Regions from separate parts of the Mus musculus genome. Here region 2 is linked to region 1. A link is a contact called in public ChIA-PET data. All regions are on one chromosome and are shown on one strand. Each heading gives the region's core, a stretch centred on a gene start, on an enhancer-like site or on the middle of the called end of the contact. The rest is flanking DNA. Distances are from core to core; before and after follow the strand shown.

Region 1 (3,604 bases), core at 529-3,028:
TGTTTTTTAGCCAGGGTCTCATGTAGCAGATGAGAATTCCTAATCCTCCTGCCTCATTTTCCCAAGTGCTGGTGTTACAGGCATGAGCCACCATGTAGTTTAAGTTTAAATATTGAAAGAATCAGCACAGATAACAAGAGGTATGCATACCTGGGCTGACTGACTGGCTCTGTACGATGGCTTAAAGAAGTCATATTGCTTAAGGGGATGTGTAAGTTCTAGGGAGAGGGTCACTCCTTCTCCCGGGTGTGCAGTTACCTCAGGAACACTCCGGTGGGGGAGGGGTTGTCCTGCAAGGCTTGGCTCGGCATTTTTGAGACAGTGACTAGTCTTCGTGCCTTTGGCTTAGAAGGGTGATGGTCAGGTCAGGAAGGCGGAGGGAAGCGAGAGCCTGAGCCAAAGGAAGGAGACAGAGATACAAAGACAAAGGCAGAGAGGGCAGACTCACCCTTTCAGTAACCTTCCAGGGCACGGGAGGAATCCAGGCTTTTTGGCAAGAGCAGCTTTGAAGTGCCTGTATTATCACACACCCTCCGCTCTGCTCAGTGAACCTCCCTAAGTCTCTCATGTCACCCCATGACCCTCTGTAGCTCCCCAAGACCCTCAGGTAAAAGACACTGAAACCCTTTACCTGGCCCACAAGACCCTTCATGATCTTTAACGCCCAGCTTTCTCCTACATGGTAAGCAGCTCGTTCCCCAGGCACGGGCTTCTCATCTCCAAGCCTTTGCCCAGTTGGAATGCTGGGTCCTTTCAAATCCCTGCTTCATATGTCAGTCTCTACCCCACCATGGTGAGTGTTTGCCCTGCTCAGTGCCAGTGCGGTGTTATTTCTTAATTCAACGCATAGTCACATTCTATCCAAACCGTGAATTCTGAGAGCAGGGCCTGGGAGGGGCTCATCTTCATGCCCTCTGAGGCCAGCACGGAGCTAGACACACAGTAGGGGCTCAGGAAAATAACTGCTAAATGAATGGGAAGGGATGGCCAAGTCTCTTCTCTAAAAGTGGGAATGAGACCAAGGGGGCACATCTGGCACACCCTGGACTGCCCCGAGGCTTGCCTCTCAGGCCCCGGGGATGTCACAGCCAAGGCACTCAGAACTCTCTGCAGGCCCTGCAGTGGGGTGAAGTCCAAGGTATGAGCCAAGGACACCAGCCTCAGGCCTGGCGCCCAGCCCAGGCTTTCTTTAGCCCTAGTGAGCTGCACTGAGCCGTAGCCACAGTCCTCTGCTTCCGGGGAAAGCCCTGGTGGGGCCTGTGCTTTGTGGTCCTCCTCAGTCCTCCCGCAGAAGCCCACAGTGGGAGTCACAGCGAGAGCCACACCCTGGCCTGCCAGGCGGCAGCCTCTTCAGAGAGCCTTGCTCTAATTCTCTGCAGGCATCTATACACACATCCCCCTCCCCCACCAGCTGCGCTGGGACCTAGGGGCTTTCTCCCTGCTGGCCCCAGGCCCTATCCCGCCAACTCTTAGGTTTAACTCATCCTTAAACTATTTTCCATTGGCTCCCCCAATCTCTGCCACAGCACAAATCTTTTTTTAGTGGAAAGAGGGATGGAGAAGAATAAGAGGCGGCGCCAGGACCCTGAGGGAGGGGCTAGGAGGGGGGGTCTCCTCTCTGACTGGTCACCTCTGCTCCAAAATTGACTTTATAATCCATAGACTCCACTTCTGGTGGCCCCCATCCTTGTCCTGACATGCAATTGGCTGAACTCCCGGGGAGGGGCGGGACTCACCGGGTCTGATCCAGTTAAAAAGGTCGGAGCGGGCCTGGGGCCCGTCTCTCGGGTGGAGTCTTCTGACTGCTGGTGGAGCAGGTCTCAGGAATCTCTTCGCTTCAGCTTCAATCATGGCCTGTGTGAGTGCGGGACCCTCTGTTCCAAGGTCTAGGGGACTGAGCAGAAGCAGATGGGCACAGGAGAGTAGACAATTGGGGACTTGCTTCTGGTCCCAGCTGTGCTGCCTTGGACAGGTGTTTTCTCTGGTCCTCAGTGGCTACATCTGTAAAATGGGGGTGGCTGTCACTGTTCCCCCCTGAAACCTTAAGCGTCTCTGGCTTAAGAATGTTCTGGACTTCTCGTAGTTCTGGCCGCATACCTGCCTTGCAAAGTCCAGTATTCTGCTGCTTTGCCGTTTTCTGAGAAGTGGGAGTGGGAAGGGTGTGGCCACCCGGGGAAAAGGGAGGCAGGGGGACATTTTGGCCAAGGCCATTCCCTGTTCACTCTTCCTCTCCACTCTAGAGTCTCCTGACCCCTCCCCCGCTGCAGCTGTCCCCAGTCACAGGGCCAGGGCTCAGTTGGTCACCCTCTGCTCCAGAAAACTAAAAAAAAAAAAAAAAAAACCCTCCCGGGCCTAAGATAGGCTCCAGGCTGGTCAGTGGAGGCGGGTCAGGGCTGGGCGGAGGAAACTGCATGCATTTGCACAGACAGGCAAGCCCTCAGGTATAGGGTTCAAATGTCAAAGAAACCCCTTGCCCAAATGAACTCCTGTCAACTCACCCAGGTAGGTGCACAGCAGTGCCCTGATATGTACTGGGCTCTCTAGCGTGCTAAGTCCACATTGCCACTCTCGGGCTGCCCAGTCCCACCGCCCCTCAGCCTCTCCGCTCCCTCCCGATGGTGTGCATCTAAGCAGAGAGCCTTGAAGCCGATTGGGGAGGCAAAGGCTGTTTTCTCTATCTCAGAGAAGCAAGGCCTTAGGCTAGTGGTCGCCTAATCCTTCCATCAGCAAAATGAGGATTTAGGAAGTCACACTCCATCTCCCCTCCACTCTAAGTCCAGGTCTCCAAGCTGATGTCTTTTAGGGCTTGTTCTGTAGGACAGTCACAAGTTTGACACCCTGCTGGGAATGAAGTCGTTCCCCATCAACTTACACCCTATCCTGACCAGCCCATCCCACCTCGGGCTTCCCCTAGGGCTGGTCAGGGTACTCCAGGGTGGGAATGACCCCATCCCTACACCCCAGCCCAATGCAGGTAGGTCTAACTCCAACCTAAACACAGCTCGGTGCTCTTGTCTACACAGGGTCTGGTCGCCAGCAACCTGAATCTCAAACCTGGGGAATGTCTCAAAGTTCGGGGAGAGGTGGCCTCGGACGCCAAGAGGTGAGACTGGAGAAAAGAATGGAGCGGGCAGGGGGCCAGGTTCGCAGATTTAGGTTGCGATGGGCGTGGCCGGCCGGAACCGCTCATTCCCCAGCCCGCAGCTGGTTAACGGGCAGCTGCAGATGCTGCGTTTTCTGGGTGAGTCACTTCCTCGCTGGGTCTAGTCGACGTCGCCGTGGTCTCCCCCTCCCTCCCGCCTCCTTTCTCCCGGCTGAAGTTTCTTAAACTAAAGCAGCTGCTGCTTCAACGACTCCGGCTTGCCCCTCCCCTTCCGCGGGGGGGGGGGCGGGGGTGGCGCGAGGGAGCGGGGGAGAGGCGTTGAGGGAGTGGTCACCCACGTGCCTGCTGCCTGAGGGTGCCCTGCAGGGGCTCAATCTTTTTTCCAGAGCTTCCTCCTCATTCATACCGCCCCACCGCCCCCCCCCCCCCGCCCCCAGCAGCCATGTGAGTTTGGACCAGTCACCCAAGCTCACGAGGCCTCGACTTTTTTTTTTCTTTTCT
Region 2 (3,604 bases), core at 627-3,126, 820 kb after region 1:
GAACCTGGAATGCTAGCCTGCAGGTGAGAGCCAGGTCTCTCTGCTCAGACCTGACAGGCTGCAGGGCCTGGACATTTGCATTCCATCAGAAGGTTTGCAAGTTGTTTGTTTGGGGAGTGTTACAGCTCCATATAGCATGCACTTGGAACATGGCTGTAAACTGCGTGGTTACATAGCAGTTACACAACCAATATTTGTTAACAGAAGTAAGGCAGGAGGTGGAGCTGTTGTGTGGTCTTGCAGTCAGTCTAGCCTATAGAACAGTTACAGTCACCACATGGGGTGGAGTGAAACTGATAAGAAGACCAAGGTGAAAACAACAAGTGAAGATAAACAAATCTTTCAGGCACGGGACCCAGCTTCAAATCTCAGAATATCAACCCAGGAATCTCACCGAGCCTGGGCTAGCAGGATTACAAAACTTTAGATCCCAAACCCATCCAAAATGAGTTCCTGGTACTTGTGACTTAGTATTGTTTCTGCTATTCCTGGTGGATAGTGACCTCGCATGGTGGGAAACACCCAAACCCAGACCACAGAAACCAGAAGGTCAGGTTCATCCAGCTAGAAAGACAAGTAGCCTCCTGTCTGGGCTAACTGGCATCTTCCCAGGTGGGATGCCCATCTGGCATCTCTCACTCTCTTCGACTGGTGTTGGTAAAGGGACCAAGTGGTAGTAGCCAAAGCAGGAAGTTGCCTTGGTCCTGGGTTGTATTCCAGTCCTTATAAGGTAGTTCCCCCCATGACTGCCACCCCCACCTGACAGCTCCAGATGCCCATATGCTCCACCTCTTAACCCCTGCCCCGCTGTAGCACATGAAGCCTTTGCCAGGGGGGAAAAGAGTGTAACATGTTTATACAGTGCCCACGCCGCTGTTGCAAGAATCTAAACGTTCTGAGTAGGTGGAGAGGTGGGGCACCGAACACTGCCCCGTGTGCCACCTCCCAGCACTCCCAGAGCGGTGTGGACCTTATCTTTATCTTTCATATTCATCCTGTTGTCACAAAATAGTTTGCCACAGCGGCCATCCAGATTACACAAGATGACAAAGGTCTACCGTGGGGAGCCGCTGAGATAGACACTCCTCCATCCCGCCATTAGTTACAAAACCCTCAAATAAAACATACTTTCCTACTGCAGAGCCTTGGTCCCGAAGATTCCCCTATCCTGGGGAATATTATACGTGACATTTCCACTCCATTTCCCCTGGGACACAAAAAAGTGCTCCAGGCGCTCACCCTCTGTCCTGGCTCTAAGTCACACCCCGGAGCGCGCTGGCTTTGTTTTGTTTTGGTTGGGTTTGGCTGTTTTGGAACTGAGCTAAAAGGGCCCTCCCCCGTACCCCATAACTGTGACAGGCAGCGGTGGCGCAGGCTGAGAACTTCCAGTGCCAGGACTCGGCCTGTGGCACAGCCCTGGTCCGGTTTGGGGCGGCTGGGTCTTGGCTGCCCTCCTCCCCGGAGGCTGCTGGGGAAGTCCCGCCTGGGGACAGCGCCCTCCCCGTGACCGCGATGCGTCAGGGCGCCGGCCCGCGAGTGTCCCGGGGCGTGCGTCGCGCAGGGGCTGGAGTGGCCCGGCCTGGCCGGACAGGGAGGCGCAGGCCCGCGCTTTGGCCGGACGGCGACCCGGGTCAGGCGGGCGCGGGGCCGTGGGGAGGCGGGCCCAATCCCTTCTTTACCTTGCGTGGTTCTTCCCGCGTCGGAGTCCCCCGGGCGGCGCCGCGCACTGGGCCGGGCCGGGCCCGGGGCTGGGGCTGAAACGCGCGCGGAGCGGAGACGCGGGACGGCGCGGGGTCGGTGAGCGGACAATGCGGCCGGCAGAGGACCGCGCTGCGCGAGTGGGGCAGGGCGGTGCGCGCGTGGCCGAGTGTGTATGTGTGCGCCTGTCAATCAACGCTGACAGCCCACAAGTCATTGGCCGGGCCCAGCCGGCCCGCCCCGCCCTCTGCCGCCGCCCATTGGTTGATTTGAACACAAAGGCTCCGGCTCGGCCCGCCCTCCGCGTGGGCCCTGTAGTCCGCGCGTGGGAGGCGGGGGCGAGTACGACCTCCAGGCTGTGGGACCCGAGCGTTCCCTCGCGCATCCGTGCCCACGCGCGCGCGGCGCCGGAGCTCTAAAGGCTTTAGGTGCGGGAGCACACAGGGTGTCATGAAATTGGCCCCAGGATAGGGTCCTGACGCGGCCCCGCGCGGGTGGTTTGGACGCTTACCAGCGTCAGCCGTGTCTGCCCATTTTAAAGACGAGGGAAACAGGTCCGTGGAAGTTTTTTTTGTTTCTTATAAAGAACCCACCCAGAGGGGAAGTTGAGTCTAGAAGATTAATACTATTTAATTTTAAGGTTGAATTTTAAATTCCAAGGTGGGCAGGATACCCATCTTCCCGCACCACCTATTTTTGTTGTTGTTTTTGTTTTTCCAAGACAGGATTTTACTGTCACGGAGATCCACCTACCCCTCTGCCTCCCAGGTGCTGAGATAAGAGTGCACCACCATGTCCAGTCAGAAACCCCAAGTTTGACAGCAGCTTTTCTGTTTTAAAGAAGGCTCCATCCACAGCTGGTTGCAAGAGAAGGTAGGGCTGGCAACACGGTTCTCCTACTTTCCTCCCCCTGGGATGAGTTCCTGACTCCACGGACCTGTCCCCTCCCACCACCACCCCATCTCTCTCTCTCTCTCTCTCTCTCTCTCAAACACACACACACCCCGCCCCCAGAAGATAAAGGAGTGCGACTGGGGATAAACCACTTCTGTTCAATATCTTCTAAGGATGATGAGATCCGGTGTCCTTCACTTTAAAATGCCAAGGGGGTGGGGGGAACTGGGACAAGAAAGACAGTGGTGGTTCACGCCTTTAATCCCAGCACTGGGGAGGCAGAGGCAGGCAGATTTCTGAGTTTGAGGCCAGCCTGGTCTACAGAGTGAGTTCCAGGACAGCCAGGGCTATACAGAGAAAGCCTGTCTCGAAAAGAAAAAAAAAAAAAAAAAAAAAAGCTGGTATCCAAAGGCAGTAGGAAACTGAGGAAATACACACACCCTCATTTTGGATTGGTTCCACTGCCAAATAAAACCAGATCCCCTTTCTAGACCTCCATTGTCCCATCTGGAAATGAGATGCTGTCTACCCTTACAGTATCTTTGGACAATTATGCTAACTATCTTCTTCTTCTTCTCCTTTTCCTTCTTCTTTTTTTAACTTTATTTTATTTAATTTATTTTTATTAGATAAGATTACAGAGGGGAACAACCTTGACCTCAAGAGTAGGGCCACATTCAGACTTTATGGTCCTCCATTTTTAAATTTATTTATTTATTTTTGCCGCGGGTAGTGCCTTCCCCATCTTATAGCTCTGAGGTGGAGCACACGCACAGACAGCCCACATGAGGGCTCTAGAACAACAATAAAGTTATGTTTCTACCCACATGGGTATAAAGATGATACTTTATTATCATGTTGTAATGCTTTTCTTGATTTATAAGACATCAACATGAACTTGATGTCCTCGCTTGGTTCCCGGCTGCTGCGATAAAGCACGGACCAAAAGCAACTTGGAGGAGGCAAGGACTTCTCTGGCTCACACGTCCCTATTGTAGTCTCTCACTGAGGA

The links. ChIA-PET counts read pairs in DNA pulled down with a chosen protein or histone mark.
Region 2: an RNA polymerase II ChIA-PET map of effector CD8 T cells shows a contact between it and region 1, with 6 read pairs. The contact joins the promoter of Sun2 here to the promoter of Lgals1 in region 1. A contact is called at or near these places in 1 of 39 promoter capture datasets (liver), 1 of 484 Hi-C or Micro-C datasets (B cells) and 1 of 115 datasets of contacts at active chromatin or transcription factors (effector CD8 T cells).

The regions. Positions count from the first base shown.
Region 1 is chr15:78,924,947-78,928,550 of GRCm38.p6, forward strand. It overlaps Lgals1 (lectin, galactose binding, soluble 1), which reads left to right and starts at 1,779. Exons shown (of 4, transcript NM_008495.2): 1 at 1,779-1,858; 2 at 3,024-3,103. The coding sequence starts at 1,850. Gm30368 (a long non-coding RNA gene) reads right to left here and starts at 3,025. Exons shown (of 6, transcript XR_003951546.1): 1 at 2,098-3,025; 2 at 1,737-2,001; 3 at 259-391.
Region 2 is chr15:79,740,660-79,744,263 of GRCm38.p6, forward strand. It overlaps Sun2 (Sad1 and UNC84 domain containing 2), which reads right to left and starts at 1,877. Exons shown (of 18, transcript NM_001205345.1): 1 at 1,680-1,877. Gm16576 (predicted gene 16576) reads left to right here and starts at 2,039. Exons shown (of 4, transcript NR_045069.1): 1 at 2,039-2,252; 2 at 2,424-2,571.